Regions from separate parts of the Mus musculus genome. Here all the other regions are linked to region 3. Evidence: chromatin contacts called from public HiChIP or PLAC-seq and promoter capture Hi-C data. All regions are on one chromosome and are shown on one strand. Each heading gives the region's core, a stretch centred on a gene start, on an enhancer-like site or on the middle of the called end of the contact. The rest is flanking DNA. Distances are from core to core; before and after follow the strand shown.

Evidence for each region. Promoter capture Hi-C pulls out the DNA fragments that hold promoters and counts their contacts. HiChIP or PLAC-seq counts read pairs in DNA pulled down with a chosen protein or histone mark.
Region 1: a contact with region 3 is called in a promoter capture Hi-C map of second pharyngeal arch cranial neural crest. The contact joins the promoter of Chaf1a here to the promoter of Safb2 in region 3. A contact is called at or near these places in 8 of 39 promoter capture datasets (the C10 cell line, cranial neural crest, frontonasal cranial neural crest and 4 more), 3 of 484 Hi-C or Micro-C datasets (embryonic stem cells, erythroblasts and muscle stem cells), 8 of 115 datasets of contacts at active chromatin or transcription factors (cardiomyocytes, embryonic stem cells, extraembryonic endoderm stem cells and 3 more) and 1 of 9 other capture datasets (adipose tissue).
Region 2: an HNF4G HiChIP or PLAC-seq map of pancreatic cancer cells shows a contact between it and region 3. The contact joins the promoter of Tnfsf9 here to the promoter of Safb2 in region 3. A contact is called at or near these places in 1 of 39 promoter capture datasets (liver) and 1 of 115 datasets of contacts at active chromatin or transcription factors (pancreatic cancer cells).

Annotation. Positions count from the first base shown.
Region 1 is chr17:56,038,861-56,041,830 of GRCm38.p6, reverse strand. Chaf1a (chromatin assembly factor 1, subunit A (p150)) reads right to left here and starts at 1,415. Exons shown (of 14, transcript NM_013733.3): 1 at 1,280-1,415. The coding sequence starts at 1,319.
Region 2 is chr17:57,104,119-57,106,953 of GRCm38.p6, reverse strand. Tnfsf9 (tumor necrosis factor (ligand) superfamily, member 9) reads right to left here and starts at 1,569. Exons shown (of 3, transcript NM_009404.3): 1 at 1,094-1,569; 2 at 668-704. The coding sequence starts at 1,522. Gm11110 (predicted gene 11110) reads left to right here and starts at 1,012. Exons shown (of 4, transcript NR_033508.1): 1 at 1,012-1,056.
Region 3 is chr17:56,583,043-56,586,094 of GRCm38.p6, reverse strand. It overlaps Safb2 (scaffold attachment factor B2), which reads left to right and starts at 1,510. Exons shown (of 21, transcript NM_001029979.3): 1 at 1,510-1,821; 2 at 3,024-3,052. The coding sequence starts at 1,651. It overlaps Safb (scaffold attachment factor B), which reads right to left and starts at 1,113. Exons shown (of 21, transcript NM_001163300.1): 1 at 745-1,113. The coding sequence starts at 933.

The DNA of each region.
Region 1 (2,970 bases), core at 166-2,665, 540 kb after region 3:
TAACATCACCTCAATTTTCTATTTTAAAAAAAAAAGCCACCCCCCCCCGAAGGACACTTTTTTCTTTAAAAGTTTTATTCCACTTTAATTAATTTATTGGATACAGGCTTGTGGAATTGATTCTCTTCTTCCCAGGATACAATTCAGGTGGTCAGAGGCCAGATCAACCTGAAATTCATCATCCTCCTGCCTCAGCTTCTAGGATGCTGAACTGCAGGTATGAACTGCTACACCAAACTGGTCTTTATTGCCAGAGCAATAGTGTCGGTTTTAAACGTTCCACCTTGGTTAAATAAAAACAATGCTCCATGAGAGTCCAGGAATTGTACGACTATTAATGCCCACATAAAATTCTCAAGCCAGTCAGAACAACAGCTCCAGCCTTCCTGGAATACCAGGCTGTGAAGGGTGTGTGTGTGTGTGTGTGTGTGTGTGTGTGTGTGTGTGTGTGTGTGTATCTTTGATGATCAGAACTGTAAAAGGGGCCAGAGTTATCCCAGAAGTGGATGGAGATTGAGGATGCGGCTCTCCATCCTGAAATTGGCCATCCCCAATTCCCCTCATCTCCGAGCTTGCAGACTAGTGTAATGTACCCAGAAGGGCTGTCTAGTCAGTGGTGCTCAATTGGAGAAATCTTAGTCTATCAGGACCGACCTCGTCTTTTCCAGCCCCTCAATCGTTCAACACACACTGGGGATACAATTTAGCGGGGAATAGGCACCCCACATTTCGGGAAGCCTACCGCATGCTACAAAGACTCCTAACACGTACCCGACTGGTCCATACCACACTCACAAAGGGCCCCTTTTCGGGACCCAGAAAGGGTTCCTGGCTATGCTTTAACCACCCAAACCGACCTTCCTGGACTAGCCCTGCCCCGCAGAGTTGCTGCTACTCTGGTGTCCAGAGCTCAAGTGAGCACGGGCCTCAATTTCCCCGCCCATTGCAAAGGTCCGAACTGCTCTGGAATTCACAAACGCACTTAATAACTTGTACGACTGACTTTTCTTCTCCTTGCCCTCAGTTTCTCCACTTGCTGCTACAAGATCCAATTGATTTCAAGAGGACACAAGCACTCAGGATCCATCAAATCCAACTCGGGGCCTCGGTTTCCCCATTTACTCCAGCTATTTAGGCGACACAAGATGCCTTCGGGAGCTTGCGAAGCTGACTCTTCCCCCTCCCCGAGGCCTCAGTTTCCTAAGAGCCCTCCCTTCTCCTGGTCTCCGCCCCGAGGCCACTTAGGCTTGGATCCGCTCCTTTAGGCAGTTTCACCCACCCGCGGCTGTCCGCGTCGCGGCCTCCGGCTCCTCCAACATCTCCGCGACGGCGGCGGCGGCGGCGGCGGCGGCGGCGGCGGCGGCGGCTCAGGCTTCAGTCGGGCGGCCAGGCTGCACACTCCGCCTCCCACCGGTGTCACTTCTGCTGCCGCCGCGGCCGCCGCGCTCGTATTTGGCGGGAACCGCGGCAACCACCGCGGCCCGCGCGCCGATTGGAGGAGCTTGCGTCACGTGACACCTCAGCCTCCGGAAAAAGAGGTGCACTCAGTACGTCCTCGCGAGAACTTCGGTTTATGTGCTAGAAAATCCCGCGGGAGGCGGATGAAGGCTCCTTTCCGGCGGTTCAGGAGCTGCTGGGAAGATCTGCATTTCTATTGATCCTAAGAAATGTCAATCTAAAATATCAGCGTTTGCACACCCCCCACACCCCTTTTATTGGCTATATGCGTTCCAGGAGGTGGGAAGGGTACGTTTAGATTAGTAGTGACAACTTGAAATTACCCATTGGAAGAGTAATGGGAATTAAGGTATAATAGTGACGGGTTGAAAGTAGCCATTGTAATTAGAGAATTACTTCCTTTAATTTTATTTCTTGCATTAATTTCTCTTTTAACTATAATTTTTTTTCGAGACAGGGTTTCTCTTTGTAGCCCTGGCTGTCCTGGAACTCACTCTGTAGACCAGGCTGGCCTTGAACTCAGAAATCTGCCTACCTCTGTCTCCCAAGTGCTGGGATTAAAGGCGTGTGCCACCATTGCCCGGATATAAACTCTTTCTAAAAATGTTACAGCTGGGCATTTCATTTTTGAAATGATGAACCACTTTTTAATAAATTAACAATTTGCTTTATTTTAAAATTAGGAATGTTTTTCTATTGTAAAATTATAAATCTTTTCAACCATATATTCCTTCTTTTCGTGTAAATTACTTTGAAGAATATTAAATGAAAAAAATTGAGTCTGGTGCTTCATGCTTTTAATCCTAGTACTTGGGATTTACAAGCAGGTGGATCTCTGAGTTCGAGGACAACCTGATCTACATAGCAAGATCCAAGACAGCCAGTGATACGATGTATAAAAAAATGTTTTTCAGCCGGCCTTTAATCCCAGCACTCTGGAGGCAGAGGCAGGTGGATTTCTGAGTTTGAGGCCAGCCTGGTCTGCAGAGTGAGTTCCAGGACAGCCTGGGCTATACAGAGAAACCCTGTCTCAAAAACAACAACAACAACAAAAGAATAATTGCCTCTGTCTTTTGTTTTTGTTTTTAATTTTAAGACAGAATCTCACTATGTAGCCTTGCTGATCTGGAACCCAATCACTAGTTTCTAAATCTTTTCTTGTTGTTGTTGCTGCTGTTGTTAGGTGGAGGAAGAAACCTTTCTTTATCTGCAAACAGCTCGAATGCCTGCAACAGTTTTCTTGAAGCTGTGGCTAGTAAGTGGGTTATTTAGCTAATGAATTAGTTGTATGAATTGCTTTTGGGCCATGGGCTCAGTGAAGGTAAGGAGTGCTCTAGTGTCACGGACCTCATCAAATCTCTGACTTGCTGAAGAATATAATTTGATTGAATTGTGTGGGTCTCGTGGAGCCAATCCTGCTGTCAAGGACCTGTCAGCCCTGTATTTGGGAGGTGAAGGCAGAAAGATTAGGAGTTAAAGGCCACGGTGAGCTAAGTACCAAGTTTGAAGCCA
Region 2 (2,835 bases), core at 320-2,819, 520 kb before region 3:
AACAGAAGAAAAGGAGGGAGGGGCCACCCAGAAGGGATACAATTTAAGAAAGTGGTTGTGGAATAAGAACGAGGCAAAGGGGCGAGGGTCTAGAGTGTTAAGAGCGGAGATGCACATGGACTCCTGGAAGGAGCTGAGTAAAGGGGCCACAAGAGGGGAAGGGGGAGAGGAGAAAAGAAGAGAGAGAAATCAGAGGAGTAAGAGAGGGATGAACAAAACTGGGAGAGAGGTGGGATATGGAGAGTGCAGGAAGAGAGTCATCTCTGAGGGCAAATAATTTGACAACTAAGACTTGACAGGGAGAGACTAGGGCTCGGGCTCAATAGGGTGCCTGAAGCCCAAAGGCATTCATTTATCCCAGCCCATTGGAGGTGTTGGCAGCAGGGCGGCCAGCCTCAGCTACATAATGAATTTGGAGGAAGCCTGGGCTACATGGGAGGGATAGAGGAAGGAAAAGAGAAAAGGAGATCTCCCAGAGTCAGCTGGGGGTGAGAATTCTCAATTCTCTGAAAACCTGGATGGGGTCCCAAGGATGACAGTTGGAGCTGTGACAGCAAGTGAGAAAGGCTGAGTAAGTGAGGGAGAGGGACATGACTAGAAGGTTGAACAGGTCCCCTTGTTCAACCTCCCTGCGGGACCCGCTGGAAATAAATCAGGGGGCACTCACGGTTTTTAGCCAGTAGCTTGGCGAACACAGGAGAGCCCTGGGAAGAAAGAAAAATAAAGGTAGATGGTACCTTACATCCTAAAGAAGCAGATAGGAACTCATACGGCCCAGCACACATTGGGGCGTCCAACTTTGGATGGAGAAGGAGAGCCCTGAAGGCCTAAGTGGGACTGAAGGGAACTGCGGTGCACCCTCGGGAGTTCTCCCCCAGGTTTCATAGGTTCATTCAAGGGGTCAAGACGCAAAGGGATTTCCTCTGAGTGCGAGATGGAGAGGGGGTGCTTCAAGCGGAGTAGCAGGAGCAGAGCGAGGCGGGGCGGGGCGGGGCGGGGCGGGGGTGGGGAGGAAGTGCTGTTCTCTCCCTGTCGGTGCAGCGATGCTTCCAGAAGGTAAGAAAGAGTCCCCTAGGGATGAGATGAGCCTCACCTGTTGTGTAGTGTTGGGGCAGCCAATGTGGGAAACAGGGGTGACCTGGTCTGCATTATTCTCTCGGGTACCCAGGTTGGGCGAGGTGGTGATTGTGAGCGCTGGCCGAGGCTCGGTGCGGGTGAAGATAGGAACACAGGCGGCGATCAGAAGCAGCAAAACCAAAGCGACTAGGCCATAGAGCTTTGGGTGGCGGGAACAGAAGTTCAGTGCAGGCGGCCACGCGGCCTCGCGATCCCGAACATTAACCGCAGGGTAGGCAGCATCCGTGGGGAGCGCGGCATTTGTGGGGCGCACAGTATCTGAGAGGAGCGCAGCGTCCGCGAGGAGCCCGGTATCTCTGAGGAGCGCCGCATCCGAGGGGCACGAAGTACCTGCTGGATGTCTGGCATCCGCGGTATCCTCCACATCAAGTGTGTGCTGGTCCATTACCACGGTCGGTCAGTGCACGTCTCCCGCCAGTGCCCGTGCTTTATAGGCTACCGAGGCGCCTTTTCCGGGGAGGGAAGGGAGGGAGGGCAGCCGCGGGGTTCCCGGGCTCCGCGCTCCGCCCCTCGACTCCCGGAACTTTCTCTCCTCCTCCCCCCTTCCCCTCCCCCTTCTCGCCCCTTTCCCCTTCCCTGTCCAGGCCCTGTGCCCGCCCGTCCTTCTTCCCTTTTTGTGTGTGTGTGTGTGTGTGTGTGTGTGTGTGTGTGTGTGTGTGTGTTTGATTTGGTTTAACACTGACACATTAAAGAGCTTTTTATATGATGGGAACCATGTGATATCGGAATCCATTCCCTCCCTGGCCTCTCCTGAATCCACAGCTCTGTCTCCCTTCTTTTTCTGTGTTCCCCACTGGTAGGTTATTTCTCCGCTGCTGATTTTCATTCCTGTTTTTCTGTCTCTCAAACTTCTGTCTCTCTCCTGATCTCTCCTGCTCCCTTTTTCTTCCAACCCCTAGCTCCCCATCCCTGGGACGCCCTAAATGCAGGGGGTTTTGTTGTTGTTTTGTTTTGTTTTGTTTTGTTTTTTGTTGTTGTTGTTTTGTCGAGGACTCTAGGGACATCCAAAACTGCCCACCCATCCCCAGCGGAATCAAAGAGACCTGCTAGGCACCCACTCACTCAGCCTCTTCCTCCCCAGGACCCCATCTCTACCCTGGGCCTTTCCTGGTGTGTCCCCACCCACTTTCTTGGGGCTTCCTGTTAGTAGTCTCTTAGGACTCCAGAAACAGAAGGCTGGAGAGTCCAGATAGAGAAATTCCCCCAGGCAGCGGACACATTTCCAATTTCCCATTCTTTCACTGTTCTTGCCTGAGGTAGAGGCAAAAGGGGGGGGCGCAGAGAAGACCCCCCAAAAGAGGAACTGAGAGATGACTGGCTCTGGGCAAACCTTGGAGACAGACTCCTCAATGTTCTGATCTGGTTAGATCTGCTGAGATGGCTCAGCCAGTAATAGTATAATCACAAGCCTGGTGGCCTGAGTTCAGTCCTCAGGACCTACATGGTGGGAAGAAAGAACTGACACCCAGAAATTTGTCCTGAAAGTGCCCTTTGACCACGACATGCATACCATCAGTAAACATAATTAAAAAAAAAAAAAGTACTGATATAACCAGACCATTTATCTCAGCAGGAAACAACAAGCTATAAAATGGGGAGTTGTTTGTTTCTACATAGGGTCTGGTCTTCGCCTTGCAGCCCTCCAACTCACTAGACAGCCTAGGATGACTCTGAACTTCTGACCCTCCCCAGTATATT
Region 3 (3,052 bases), core at 261-2,760:
TTTTGTGCATGCAAGGTAAGCACAATACCAAATGAGTAGCACACTACCAAATGAGTAGCTCTTGGACCTACTTTATACTTTGAAAAAGGCTTAGCTAGCCCTGAACTCTAATATTCAGGTTGGTTTGGAACTCCTCTACAGCCCAGGTTGGCCTTGAACTCACATCTGACTTACCTTTATCAACAGAAAAAAACGTTCTTTCCTTCCATCTCGTATCTTCCCCTAGCTTAGTTCTAGCAAAGAATTAGAAACAATTTATTTTTCCGCTTTGTTTTTGTTTTTTGTCTCCCTGGGCTACCTACATCCTCCGGCTGTCTGCGAACTCTGAGAGTTTCTCATGTTTCATCTCCACCACCCCTGCCCCCAACGTCACTGTGTCTTCCCAGATTAAAAGAAAAGAAAAGAAACAAAAACCACCTGTTCTGCCTCGGGGGCCGAAAAGGGACTTGGGATCGAATCCCGCCACAAGCTGACCCCACTGGATGACCTTGGCCGAGTCCCCTTCATCCCCCTTTGGGGTTGGGACTAAGCAGTACAGGGAACGCGGTGTCATCGATCCCCCGAACCCGTTCGTGGTGTTATTTCCCTCTGGTCGCATCGCTGGGGGCGTCGAGATTCGAATCCTTGCACCCGGCGCCCGCGGAGCCCCAGTATTAGCGCCCAGCGCGAAGGCCAACGGGCCACTCCGGGCCCGGCGGTGGGTGTCGCCATGGCGACCATGGGGTTCCCCCCCGCGAACCTCACCTTCTTCAGCCGCTCCATCAGCACGCTCTTGTTGCCGCTCGAGTCGAGGTTCCGCTTCTTCAGCTCCGCCCGCAGGTCGATCACCCGCAGGTCGCTGAGCCGCCGCGTCCCGGTCTCTGACGCCGCGGAGCTCACGGCCGCCGCGCCCGCCGCACTCGCGTCTCCTAAACCCGACAGAGTCTCCGCCATTCCAGGGACCCTGGTTCCGTCGCCCACTTCACACAGAACCGGGTCAGTGGGTTTGCGTGAGTGTGTTTTTTTTTTGATTTGTTATTATTATTATTTTTTTGAATCTCGGCCCTCTTACCACAAAATGGCGCCGCCTGAGAGGGAACCGCTTCAGCCTCCCCGGAGGCGCACCTCGACACTGCGCAGGCGCCGCCGGCGCGAGCCCTACGCTCTCAGACGCCTTTACCCAAGCGCAGTGTGCGCGGCGGCAGAGACGACGTAGGCGCGCCTCGCCGGCTCGCGCTTGGCCGCGGACCAAGACGCATGCGTGCTACAGGTCGTGCGCCTGCGCATCACTGTCGGAGCGCTGGCCGTAGAGCGGTGGCGTGCGCAGCCGGGCAACGCTGCGAGAGGCAAACGGGGGTCAGTGAGCGTAGCGAGGCGGTGCGCGTGCGCATTAAAAAGAGGGTGGCGACGGGGCCGGGGGGGGGGGGGGGAGGGGGGGCTTACGACCGGTTGCGCATGTGCACTTGTACCCGCGAGGCTCGAGACTGCTTTGGCGTGCGACCTAGGAGGTGCGTCAGAGCTGTGCGCCTGCGCAGCCGCAAAGGGAGGCGGGAGGAAGCGAGTGCGTTTTCCTCTTCGGCAGCGCCATTTTGTACTACCTCCGAGCCGCCACAGCTGGTGCCAGCGAGTGGAGGGGGTTCCGGAGCGAGTTGGGAAGTCGCGGAAGCGAGGATGGCGGAACCCGGGACCGGGTCGGGCGACCCCGCCTTTGGTCCGGGCGCCTCGGAGAGTGGGACGCGGCGGCTCAGCGACCTGCGGGTGATCGACCTGAGGGCGGAGCTGAAAAAGCGGAACCTGGATACGGGAGGCAACAAGAGCGTGCTGATGGAGCGGCTGAGGAAGGTGAGGGAACCCGAGTGGCGCCGTGGACCCGGGCACGTAACTGCCCGCGCAGACTCGGGCCGGCCTTCCCACCCCGAGCCCCCCCCCCCGACTTCGGTCTGTGCTGTCAGTTACCGAAGCAGCCGAGGCTGTGTGACCTTTACTAGTCGCTGCCCCTCTCTGTGTCTCGCCTCCCACTTGCCCCGGGATTTGCAGGAAGCCGGGCCTTGTTGAGTAATCGGGTGGCTCTGGGCACGTCTCCATGATGACCTTGCACCTGCAGCTGTCTTTTCCGCCACCCTAGTTTTACTCTTCTGGGGAATCTATCAGTCAACCCCACTGTTGGCGGTGCCCAGTGTCTCTGCACAGACCATGTTCGCTCCCAGGTCCGGTCCCCTCGCGCTTCCCTGGTCTTGGAGCCTAGTTGTCATCTCGAGTCAGCGTAAGATGTCACTTTCCTCCCCCTAGACAAGAAGTCTTGTCTACTGCCCTTCAGCGCTTGACACAAGCTTGCCTCTGTGGAACAGGGTCCTTGAGGGTTAGGGACTCCTGATTGGCTGCAAGTAGAAGGCGCCAGAATACTTTGAGGGAAAATTGGCCAGCGCTTTCTTCTTCGGTCTATGTTGTTTTTCCTTATCAAAAATCAGCGCCTCCCCTCCCACGCAAAACTTTTTTTGGAGAGCTACTGTGGCCCAGTGTGGCCTTGGACTTGCTGTGAAACCCAGACTAGACTTCAGCTCTTGGTCTCCTGCCCCCCCTTTTCACTTCCAAAATGCTGGAATTAAAGGTTTGCTTTGTTATGGGAGGCCTTTTGAGCGCCCCATTCAGCTCTTTGCCCTGCCTGAATCAAGGACAGGTTTCCTACCATCATCCCTGTGTTTGATGAAAGAGCACACAAGATGAGCGGTCACCAACCCTGATTTGGGGTTAATACTTGGATTTTATTCTATTTTTTTGTCTTGGGTTGGGGATTACATCTAGGGCTACAAGCTGCCAGGTCATGTATGACCACAACCTGCTGACAGTGACTCTGCAACCCAAGCTTTCAGCTTCCCTTTCTCTAGGTTTTGGGTCTTGAGCAGGGAAGGGGAGCTGGCTGCTAAATGTGGTCTTAAGCTAGATTGTGAACACTTGCAACTGCAAAGTTGCTTCTTAAAGAACACTTTGTGTCAACCCCTCCTAAAAGATAACTTTATTTAAAACTTCATACTCTTTCCCATCAGGCATTTAAGGAGGAAGGACAAGAACCTGA